2 separate regions of the Rattus norvegicus genome follow, and region 2 is linked to region 1. A link is a contact called in public Hi-C data. All regions are on one chromosome and are shown on one strand. The core of a region is the stretch at or near the end of the contact, and the rest is flanking DNA. Distances in the headings are between cores, read along the strand shown.

Region 1 (5,692 bases), core at 838-3,337:
ACAGAGAACAGGTTAACAGCAAGATTCTCCTTCCCCTACTCTATTTAAGCCCCAGTGAGGAGGCACTTGGGTCCAGACTGACCAGGAGGCACTGACATAGAACCTGGGTCAGTGTGAATCAGAGCTCTGGTCTCCCTTGGAGGCACGTGTGATCAGGAACAAGCAGCCTGGGGCTTGTGCCTACAGCGCGTGTTTTCAAAGTTCCTGCCAGACAAGGAAATAAAGTATCAGGTTCCCAACTCTCCAAGGCCTCTGAGGTGCAGTCTTCAGCCAGACACTCATTGTCTCATGTTCATTCTTTGATTTCATTCTTTCCCTTCCTAATTGAGCACACAGTCCAGTGAATCTGTGAAGGAGACTCCAGATCTGCTGTGTCAGCAAGCTAAATGTTTTTCCTCTGTCTCAGTTTTATCATGTTACAAGACCCCCCCCACCCCTCCCCGTTCTTATCTCTGGTATCAGCATTTTCCTTTTTCATCTCCCTCTCATTCATTTTTTTCTATAAAATAACAAGAGCAAAATGCAATCAAATATTTGCATACATTTGGACTAGTTCTGCTCGCTACCAGGGTAAGAGTACCAACAGGAAGGAACCATGGAGGAAGCAGCCCCACGGTGGGAGATGATGAAGCCCCACTGTGGGGAGGTGTGGGAGGTACCTGGATTAGCTATCACTAAAGCCCACATGTGACACGCAGAAGACACCAGTATTCTTTTCATGATACGATTTTTTTTAGAAGTCTGGACCACATGAAAATGAAGGAACAGTCTCTGTACAGGACCAAATCCAAGATGGCAGTTTGTTTCCACAACCGCCTTGCCTTCTCAGTGCTGGGCTCCTTCTCATTTTCTGGGATCACTTTCTTCCCCAGATGTTTCTGGCTTTTATCCTGAAACATTTGTACTCCTTAATCAGACTGTGTGAAATATTTTAAAAATGATTCCACCTGTCTAAGCCTCAGTTTTCCCATCCACAAATTGGGCCAACATGACTGACTCTGCATGGTAGAGAAAAGGCAAGGGTATCAATATATGCTTAGTAATATACTCAGTGTGAGCTAAGGGTCACTATTCACTCCTTATTACTGTCTCACCGTCATCAAAATTAACGATGAGGGAAGGGGCTAACAAACTCCTCTCTGACGTCTAAAAGGCACCTGGACCTAAAAGGTCCTAGATTTGCACTTTAACAGAAAGCCAAAGTAATGGGTGTATAACTTTGCAGGAGTATTTTATTCACTAGGACAAGAGGCCTGGGAACTTGTACTGCATACACTTTTACCCCACAAAACAACACCTAGAAAATGGAAGCCATAGCTATGATCTTATGCTGGGGAGCAAAGAGGTTCCTGGGTAGGGAAGGGCATATGGCAGAGATAGGAATTTTTCATGACTTAGAAATGTGTGGAGCAACATTTCCGCGTCCTGCAGTGGCGCCCCATGTCTGCCCGTTGCAAGGCTCTGAGCGAGGCTGAAGGTAACGGAAGGCTTCGTGGTCAGTTGGATAGGGTTTGGAGCCAAAGTTTGATGAAGGAAAAGTGATGTGGTTGTGAAATACAGAATACCATCCTATCCTAACTGGTGAGGAACAGAGCAAAAGGTGCGCGAAGGGTACATCTTAGGTCAGAGACAGAGGACATGTGTGCCAGCAGGGATATGAGGCTGGGGCCCCGTATAGACTCACTTCCTCTCACATCGACTGCCATCCTCTGTCCTTTGTGGCCTGCTTCTTGGGATACCAGGAACACAGAGTCAAGGCACATGCCCCCATTCTAGCAGCAGTAAGGGCCAAAGTAGACGCCACCCGAACGGAGAAGTACGCCCACTGCTGAGGCCAAAGAGCTGCTTTTTCATCAGATTGTTTTATTTTTTATTTTTCCTGGAGATGAACTTAAAAACTTGGATCAGGTATCGACCCAAACAGGTATCAAACAGCCAGAGAACATAGTTTGGTACTTCTCGGAGAGGAAAAGGCCTGGCAGGCCCTCTGCAGAGGCTCTGGTTCCGAGTCTCAGACTGTCCCAGCTAATAGGCTGAAGAGGCTTCCCAGGCCTCTGCTCTGTGCTCTAGCCCCTCCCTGCTTGCTCTTCTCCTCAAGCTCCGCCCTCAGCCCTCAGCCCTCAGACTAGTCAGGGAAGAGGCAGACAGGGCATCAGGGACTAGCCGCCTGGCTTCTGTCATCCGGGATCCCCAGGATCTGAGCTGTTTGTCTCTGTTGAATTGTGAGCCTCTGGGGCCAGGCCTGTGTTGTTTTCTCAGCTCTGTTCCCCAGGCTGCTTTCGGCTCTCCACAAATAATAATAAACCTGGGAATCAAGTCCGTCGAGGGGGACTTTGCATCCCTGAGTTCATCTTTAGACTTGTTTCTCTTCGTGTGTGCAGACAAGAGAGAACACGTGGTGGCATCTCAGGAGGCCAGGTTGGAGCTCCCTGGTTCCCTGGCAGTCCGCTATCTGCCAACACCTGGTGGAGGATCGGGAGGGCTCGTCTCTGTTGATAATCATTGGAGTTGCAAAGGAAAAGACACAAGATTGAACCAAAGGCCTTAAGCCCTCTCCTTTCCCGTTCCTCTCTTTCTCCCACCCATGATGTAGACTCAAAGGGGGCTGGACTGAAAAGGAAGGAGGGTAACTAGATGTGGAGGGGCATGGCTGTGATCCCAGTGGGTGAAGAGCTGAGGCAGGAGGATCTCCATTTAGAAGACACCCTTCTGAAGAGTGGGAGGGAGTAGCACCAGCCTGTTTTTAAAACGAAACAGAAAACAGAAAAGGGAAAGAGAGTTCAGAATTGTGTCTTTAGGTGAGAAGGTTGCGGGCGGGGTGGGCAGGCAACTGGCGCAGGGCAGCTATTAGGCTTCCTCTCACTTCCGTTTCTAGGCACAATGGAAGAGTGTCAGGGAAGGAGACATTTTCTTCAAGTTGAACACTTGACAAAAGCAAGACCCAACCTCAGTAAATGTGAAGTTTAAGAGGCTAATGATACCCCACCAGGGCAGAGTGGCACCTCCTTTTCAGCAGCCTACTCCATCAGAAGTCCCGGGGCCACCCTCTGCCTCCCAGCACGGGGAAGAGCAAACCCTTCTGGGAAAGGCACCATGCGTGCTCCTCCCCACCCCCGCCCCAACCCCTGTGCTGTTGTTTTATTTTGTTTAAAGGAACCAAAGGGAGAAAAATTGCCAAGTTGTAAAGTGTTTAAAGAAGAGATGAGAATCTTCATCAAAATGCTAAAAGCTGGAGGGGGGGAGTAATGTGCAAACTCTTGCCTGCTATTTATGGGATTGATTCTCAGATCAAGAAGAGGCAAGCAGTTGGATGAAAGGAATTATTGTTAAGCTCCTCGGTAGGAAGATCTAATGGACAATTGCCGCTATCAGGGGGAATTAAATTGCTGTTTCAGTTTGTAAAATATATCAGCGGCTTTTTGAAGCCAGTGAAGGTGTGACACAGAGGCAGGGGGGCGGGCAGATAGGGGCCCCACCATTCTGCTGAGCTGGTATCGAGCGGGAACAGATGAGGAAGAGGGTTCCGGGCCTTAGACTGTTTTTGTGCTAAACCGAGGAATGGCTGCAGTGGAGGAAGAGTGGAGGGAGGTGGACTCTGGGCCCTGCTAAGATGGGAACTCCGTGGGTTAAGACCATATGCCTCCTGGTGACAGAGCAAGACAGTGGTCTCTTCTGTGGGAAACCTGGTCAGGCCGGAATCCAAGGAAAGTGAGTTTTGTCCTTGAGGAGTTGCTTCAGGAACCATGAGGAAACAGTAATCCTCAGTGTTGCCAGTAACAGTTGGGGGCCCAATCTGAGACCCTGTTTAAGCAAATTCTTTGCCTTATGGGACCAGTAAGTACCTCTCTTCCTAATGCTATAGATACAAAGGGATACAGAGTAGAAAACAGCCACTCCCCACACCCCAGAGCTGGCTTCTAGAGCAAACTGGTACTCAATCTCTAGGCTGGAAAAGACTCATTTGCTCACCTTCGTGGTGAAATACTGTTATCCCATATAAAGGACAAACAGCAGGGTGGACTTTGGGGTGGAGAGAGGGTCTTGGGAGTAGGACCGCTCTTTGAAGTGAGAAGCTTAAAGGAGGTCCATGTTACTCAATTTCTCCGTGAGGCACTCTGGCTGATGGAGACGGGAGGGAAAGAGATGTTCATAACTCTTAAGTAATCTGCTGTGTCTCCACTCTGTTCCCTGGAGACCAGCATCATGCTATTAGGGCGTGACCTGGTGCCGCCTTCTGCGTAGGAAACCCTAGAAAGGTAACAAAGAAATGCTAGGTGGCCAGAGAGCTTGGTGGCCTTGCTCTTATTGCCACTTCCTGCTCAGGGCAGAAGGCACTCATGGTGTGTCCAAGCAGGACCTAGAGGGGAACTGGAGAAGTGGGCCTCCGGGCTGCGTCATTCTGTGAGACCTAAGCCCTGGGCCAGGCGCAGTGTGTCCTGGGACCCACGGAGTAACTGTAACTGTATAGTATGAGTAACTGTAGAGTGAGCCATCCTTGGAATGGAGAGAAATTAAGGACTCAGACCTGAGAGCAAGCGCATCTTAGTTCCTACCCACAAGTCTTTCTTTTAGTGATATGAACACAGGTCCTACACCTAGCTTCCAAGACCCACTCTGAGTTTGATCTGACCAAATGAAGGACTGCCTTTTGCCTTCAACAGCCTGAGATCAGGGGGAGTGGGAAGAGGCATCTGCTAGTCTCTGGTCTTCCTGTCACCAGACTTCACAGATCCTGAGGCTTTCTCTCTCAGCCCAGCTGTACTCTCCTGAGTCACCTCATACAGTGGATTCTGCAGTGTTTGATGAGCTGTGAGTTAGGTCAGGGTCTTTCAGCCCCCACCTTAAAGACCCTGCATGTCTCTCTCCTTTGAAAACGGTTCAATCAGAAAAACTAACTTGGATGTAAAGTTTCCCCTCACATTTTAGAAATTTGTAGCCCATTGGTGCATCTCATTTCCCTCCCTTCTCCTTCATTCTCCTCCCCCCTCTTCCTCTCTCCTCCCCTCTCCTCCAACCCCTTCTCCCCTCCTCCCCTCCTCCCTCTCCTCTCTCCTTCATCCTCCTCCACCCTCTTCCACCCCCCACTGGCCTCAGACTTGTCTCTGTCCTCTTCTCTGTGCTAAGTCCAGTCATCCATCCCAGGGACCACAGAATTCCTGTAGAAACTCAGCTTTTTGCTTATGGTTTCAAGCTTTTACCGAGACCTAGTGTGTGTGTGTGTGTGTGTGTGTGTGTGTGTGTGTGTGTGTGTGGTGTGCATCCACACGCCTGCGTTACTTTAGATAAATCCACAGAGTCACATGAAATCAATGACAGGTTGACACCGTTATTTCAAGATTCATCGCTCGGAGTTGCCAGCAGAGGAGACCTAGCCAATTCCTCCCCATCAACAACACTTTTTTCCCAGGCATAATTTATAGCACTGGGGTGAATTTGTTTCTAAAAGATGAATATCACACTATCAGCAACAGCTGCCTCTCATTTTTATTTGTTTTTAAATTTGACTCAAAGTCCAATTCTCTGTACACATCAGAAGCTGTAAATCCTGAGGCGACTGATTACTTGATTTAGTAAACAGGTTATATTATATAATGCAATTAAAGAGGGGCCCTACGACGCCACCTACAGGTGGCTTCTTGGAAGGGGAGCTGAGCTGGCATCATTTGTCATAGGGGACAAGCCTAGTCGCTGA
Region 2 (5,692 bases), core at 1,056-3,555, 77 kb before region 1:
GTGATTTAGAACATGAATGCTAGTCCTGCATTCTGGCCTTCCCTCTCATAGTAAGGGGTATAGAGAAATGCTTGCTGGATGTATGGGATGGTTACATAGACCCAGCTTCATCCTAACCTCTACACTTAAACCCAGTCACTGCTCTGAGTGCATCTCACTTTGCCTTGATAAATGGTTAGGACATTGCTTTTCTGGGACAGGACAATGCCCTGTGACCATATAGCACTCAAAGTACTCTGCCACCTACCACTCTTTCCTCTCATGTGTGTATTGGTTCTGTTTTGTGGTTCCTTTATCATGACAAATTTCTTTTTTTTTTGGTTCTTTTTTTCGGAGCTGGGGACCGAACCCAGGGCCTTGCGCTTCCTAGGCAAGCGCTCTACCACTGAGCTAAATCCCCAACCCCTATCATGACAAATTTCTGGTCAGGAGTCCTTGGCCTGGCTTTTTCCCATGACCCTTCCCAACCAACCACACTCACATCTACTAGGTATGAAGTCAGGAGCGTCTGCTCAATAAATGCCTTCAATGATCTCACTGGCCAGAGTGGAAGCACCAGCAATATCCTTGACCAGCAAATCTCCGAGTTTACAACTGACTGTCGAGCATGTCTTGCTCAATGGGAAGAGAGTTGGCCAACTGGAGAAGCAGGGCTTCAGCTCTGATGATGTCCTTGTCAGATCAGGAAAACATAATAGAAATATTTTGAGATAACATATTTTTGTTAAGAAGTCAAATAGGTGGTATGTAGGCAAATGCAATCTACAGACCCACTGTCAAACCAGACCTTCAGTTCTAGGGTGTCACAGTGACTGTTCACTCCCTCACTGACCTTGTCCATGAGGCCAAGCCATCATAGGAACCATTCCTTGGAGGTCCAGAAGGGCAGGTGAATGTAGACAGTCTGCCAGTGCCCTGTGACCAAGCTTAGGCTGGCTGGTGGGGAAGAGTTAAAAGGGAAGTTATTCATTGTCAAGTAAGGAGGAAGGGATCTTGGCTAGGACTAAGGAGGACTCCTGACTCACAAGACACTTCGGTGGCATCCCCAGTTCATGAAACAAAGAAGGGTAAGGGGGCTGGAGTGAGAATATGGAGGTGGCCCTAGGAGAGGGGGTTCCTCTGTGTATCTTTCCTTCATGAGCAGAGAGCCAGGAAAGTAAAGGCTTATGTTCTGGCTTCCTCATGGGAGACAGCAGGTTGGCTGACCAGCTAATAGGGCTGCCCAAGGAGGGAAGTGGTCTCACCTCTCTGTCTGAAAAGGTACTTGTTGAGCATCAGGACCTAGCACAGTTTAGACAGGGTCATGGGTGGGCAGGTAGTTGGCCTTAAGCCACCTGAGGAACTCTAGACATTATGGACTGGCAGGAGCTGTCTACCAGCTATCTGGAATCCACTTCCATATCTCCCCCTCCGGGTGTGTGTGTGTGTGTGTGTGTGTGTGTGTGTGTGTGTGTGTGTGTGTGTGTTGTGTGTGTGTGTGTGTGTGCACATCTTTCTGTGTTTCTTGTCTTATGTTTTCTGATGCAATCCTCTGGACCCAAGCCTTCTTGCCAGGGAGGAATGCAGACCACAGCTGGGGAGCCAGCTGCTAGGCTGTCTCATCCATTCCTCCTCCACTCCAGCACCTCCTCACCTCTCTTTTCCCCTCCTCTAACTCCCTGCCTCTCAACTGTCTACTTCTCCCACTCACTCCCATCTGCTCATGAGCTCACATGCCTTCTCCTTTTTGTATGCTCCTTTCTATTCCTGTTATCAGCTCCGCACATCCCAATCCCTCCCGCTCTTGTTACTCATTTTCGGATGCCCCCTCCCGCATGTCCCTAGGTGTCTGGAGTGAAGAAGGCTGAGTTGCCATGGAATCACCACAAGCATGGAGAGACAGAACCCTGGGCCAACCCCAGCCGTGCTCTGGTTGTATAACCGGGGACCAAAACTCTTCTTTGGGCCTCAGTTTCTCCAGAATAATGGAGAGGACGTTGCACTCTTAAGGATATTCTGTATTTCATAGAGAGCTCCTCTGAGCTCTGCCCCCATGCCTATCCCCATTGAGCCTGGCTACAACCAGGCTCCTTTCCTGGCTGGAGCAAGTGTAATGCTTGGGGTTGGGGTGGGGGTCGGAGCCCACGGAGGGGCTCTGCTGCCCAGCCTAGTTTAGGCAAACAGCAGGGACTGCTGGCAGCAGCTCCAGCCCCCACTTATGCTGTAACAGCTGCAGTCCAGCTGCTGGCATCCCTGCTGGGGGAGCGTGCTAAACCTCTCTGGGGTCAACGCTGTGGTATGTCGGTTTCCATAGCAACCAGCCAACGGGCCACTTTCTCAGAACAATTCCCCTACTCAGCCGGGTTCTGGACTTAGCTCAGCCCAAGGGCATGTGCTGAGAGCTGAGCTGGATGGGGGAGAGGGCACCTAGGGTCCCACTCGGCCCCACAAAAAGTGGTTATCTCAGTCTTGTCTTCGCGCAACGTCTGGATCAGAGGCTAAGACTGCAGGCAGTCTTCCGGTCTGGCTGGCCCTGATTCCCTCTCAGTGACACTGCTACCTCCCATTGCCATTCCCAGACCCCCAAGCTGTTGGAAGACAGCTCAGGCCTTTGTCTGGGTATAGACAACAGCTGCTTGGCCAGGCTTAGAGCTGGAAGAGAAAATCCCGGGTGCTGTACAGTGTAGGTGCATATATGTGGTGTGAGTGGGTGGGGACACTTTTCCCGTTTTTTCTGCCTTCTATCTCTGTACCCTTACAGGAATAAATGAATCCCACTTGCCCCATCCATGTGACGTCAAGGAACGGAGTCCAAGTAAGCTCTCTTCTCCCTCTTTAGAGGTGGAAAATGCTTATAGCACAGGAGTGAACTTCCTGAATGGAGCAGTTCCTTATGGTCCTTGACACTGTCAGAAAAAGGTGAACACTCAGTGTAGGAATCACAGTGAATCTTTCTGGACAAGTAACTGACAACCAATGGGAAACGGATGCCTAGGGGCCTTGACTAGGCACCAATGCAGATGCCTGCTGTGTGCCTCTCAAGCGCCTGATACCTTTCCCCCTGGTCCACAGGAATGCAACCTGGGCCCCTGTGGACTTTGTTTCTGGATAGGAGTTTAATTCTCAAAAGGACCAATTAGGAAATGGGGAAACCGAGGTTAGCCATGGAGTTGATAAGTAACCCTAAGAGCTCCAGGACTTGGAGACGCTATGTGGGTGGTCCCTGAAAAGACCTTAAAGTCATAGAGTTCTATTAGGGTGGCCCATCCAGCTGTTTTCTTCAGTGGTTTCACTTTCAAGGAGCCCCGTTCTGTTCTGCCCGTCTCCGCTCTCTTAAAACAAGGGGACAGATGTCCATGGGCCACAGCTGCACAAGTTAAGTCCTGGAAACAGGTGTGGAATTACTCCCCTCCCCCGTGAGGGGAACCAGGAAGGTGGCCAGCTTTAGACAGGGATGGGTTTTTCCCACCTATGAAACGGGAGCGCTGCTTCTGATTAGCACTTCCCAGCTTGGACTCCACACCACAGAAGGCTCTGAAGGGTAAGGAACAGGCTCCAAAGCCAAACTAGGTCCTCAAGAACTCCAGGACTCCTTACAACCTAAGACCCTTTAAGAAACACAACACTAAAGACCTAAAAACCCAGTTCTTGACACGGGGGGCATTGCACCCTCATTCGAATCTTAAGAACAAACCCACTCCAATAAACACTAGCTTCTATAAGAGGGTCCCAGCCCCTTCCTTCTTTGCTCATGTTCCTTACAGCGCCAACCCTTAGCCTAACCATGCCTGGATGCTTAAGGGCCAACTGTGGCCTCTTTGCTTCCTAGGATGGGACAGTGCTCTAGAGCAAGAGAGGAGAGCATTCTAGTCAAGCACCTAGTCAGAGGGAACACTAAAGGGGAGACATACTCTGTAGAGAAGCCCTGTTCTCCAGGGGGCAATGGCTGGTCTACAGGAGGGGCTTACAGGGGTGAGCTGAAGAGAATTAATCCCCTTCCCCAAGGAGGTTAAGTTCTCACTTTCGTAAGGAAGAAAACTGAAACAGGGAGTGCTTGTCTAAGGCGACATGATGCTTTCCTAGTTGACATTTTATATCACTTCCAGAGACATACGCATCCTGGGTAAGAGCTCTCTACCACTGAGGTACATCCCCAGTCCTGACTTCTTTTACTTGAGCCTTTCGTCTTTCTTGGGCAAGAAAAATGCAAGAGAGAAGTCAGAAAATGGCACTGCCATTTTTGTTGTTGTTGTTGTTGTTGTTTTAGAAGCTAGATGGATATATGAAGATGTGAGAGGAGCTATCAGTTATCTTAAACAGGTTTTAAAAATAATAGTAGGTTTATGAATTAAATAGATCATATTTCACTTCTCAGAGAGCTTGTCTTCTTAGGAGAGAGTATTTTCTCAGGCGCAACAAGGTGTTAACAGTAACAATAAAATGGGACAATTGTATCTTGATGAGATCCCCAGTTGCCACTCTTTTTATACTTTGTGACCTTATTAAGTAAAATAAAGGTTTCTTGGACAGAAGCATTAGGGTAGGGTAACATCTCATCTGAAAACTGAGCTAATGGCTGAGTGACTAACCGGTGGGTATTGTGTTTGAGAGGAACTGTTTGGAGCCCTGGGTGACAAAACACTTTATCCCCGCAATGTGTCTGAACTGATATTGTTCTCCCATTGTCTGACATACTCATCAGCCACTGCACAGACCTGGGCCCAAGTCCTTCCTCAGCTAACTCTCCATCTCTTCTGCTATCTCCCTTCTTTCCTCCATAATCTAAAGTCGTCCCAACTCCAGAGGTATGTTTATGCGCTGTGCCTGGCAGACCAAACATCCCACTGTATTTGTATGCGTGTTCCTGTATGGGTGTGGATTTCACTCTTGTCCTGGGGTGGTACCCTTAGGAATCAAGAGATGGGTTCAGAAGGACATGCCAGTCTCAGAGGCATGATGGGAAAGGAGTCGTGATGGTTGCTAGTCCTTCTTATGAATTCATACTCCATATTTGGTGAGGACCTCTTCTGCTTCCCTTTCAAGATGAGTGGGGCTCTTTCCATTGTGAGAAAGAAGGTGCTGCTTAAAGGAATCCTCCACTCTCTAAACTGGGGTGATTACGAACTCTGCTCTTTTCAGTGAAAGGAACAGCCTGACTTACAGGTAACTCAGAGTAGAGATACCAACTCCAAGCATAGCTTAGAGCCCAATCCACAGCTCGGTGTCCCACTATGGTGAGATTCCCCACCCAGCTTCTTGAAGAAGGGAGCCTGAGTGGGTGAGCATGTGATTTATAGACACGTGAATCAGGAGACACGGGAGGAAGAGTGGGTAAGGGTACGAAATTGCCTGAGATCAGACGCCTCATTAGGAGTAGGACCTAATCAGCATTATTTATGAAGGTGTTCCGTGTAGGAATCTGTGGTAAGTGGAGTATGAGTGTGTGTGTGTGTGTGTGTGTGTGTGTGTGTGTGTGTGTGTGTGTGTGTGTGTGTGTGTGTTTGGGGGTGGTGAGGCTCTGTATGAGGTGGAGGGAGAAAAGGAAAGAATACTGTAAAGCCTAAGGGTCAGAGAGCTGATAAGACTTAGAACTTTCTCAAAATTGCTCCTCTTTGACTCTCTGGGCCCAACCCAGAGTCTCTGAGGCAAAGTGGGGAGTGAGGATATGGTGAGGCATCCAGGTTCCTGTGTCTGTGTGGTTCTGATAGCTTGG

The links. A called contact is a pair of places that touch in the nucleus more often than the background predicts.
Region 2: a Hi-C map of frontal cortex shows a contact between it and region 1, with 2.1 times the contacts expected there. The contact joins two enhancer-like sites. A contact is called at or near these places in 3 of 12 Hi-C or Micro-C datasets (Schwann cells, frontal cortex and prefrontal cortex).

What each region holds. Positions count from the first base shown.
Region 1 is chr8:44,870,881-44,876,572 of GRCr8, reverse strand. All of the region lies in intron 2 of Pknox2 (PBX/knotted 1 homeobox 2), which reads left to right. Among named protein-coding and RNA genes, the nearest start is that of Pknox2, 110 kb to the left of the region's middle. Within about 2 kb of position 2,087, at least 10 of the 93 cell types and tissues checked have an H3K27ac peak or open chromatin away from gene starts, as enhancers often do.
Region 2 is chr8:44,948,299-44,953,990 of GRCr8, reverse strand. All of the region lies in intron 1 of Pknox2 (PBX/knotted 1 homeobox 2), which reads left to right. Among named protein-coding and RNA genes, the nearest start is that of Pknox2, 29 kb to the left of the region's middle. Within about 2 kb of position 2,305, at least 43 of the 93 cell types and tissues checked have an H3K27ac peak or open chromatin away from gene starts, as enhancers often do.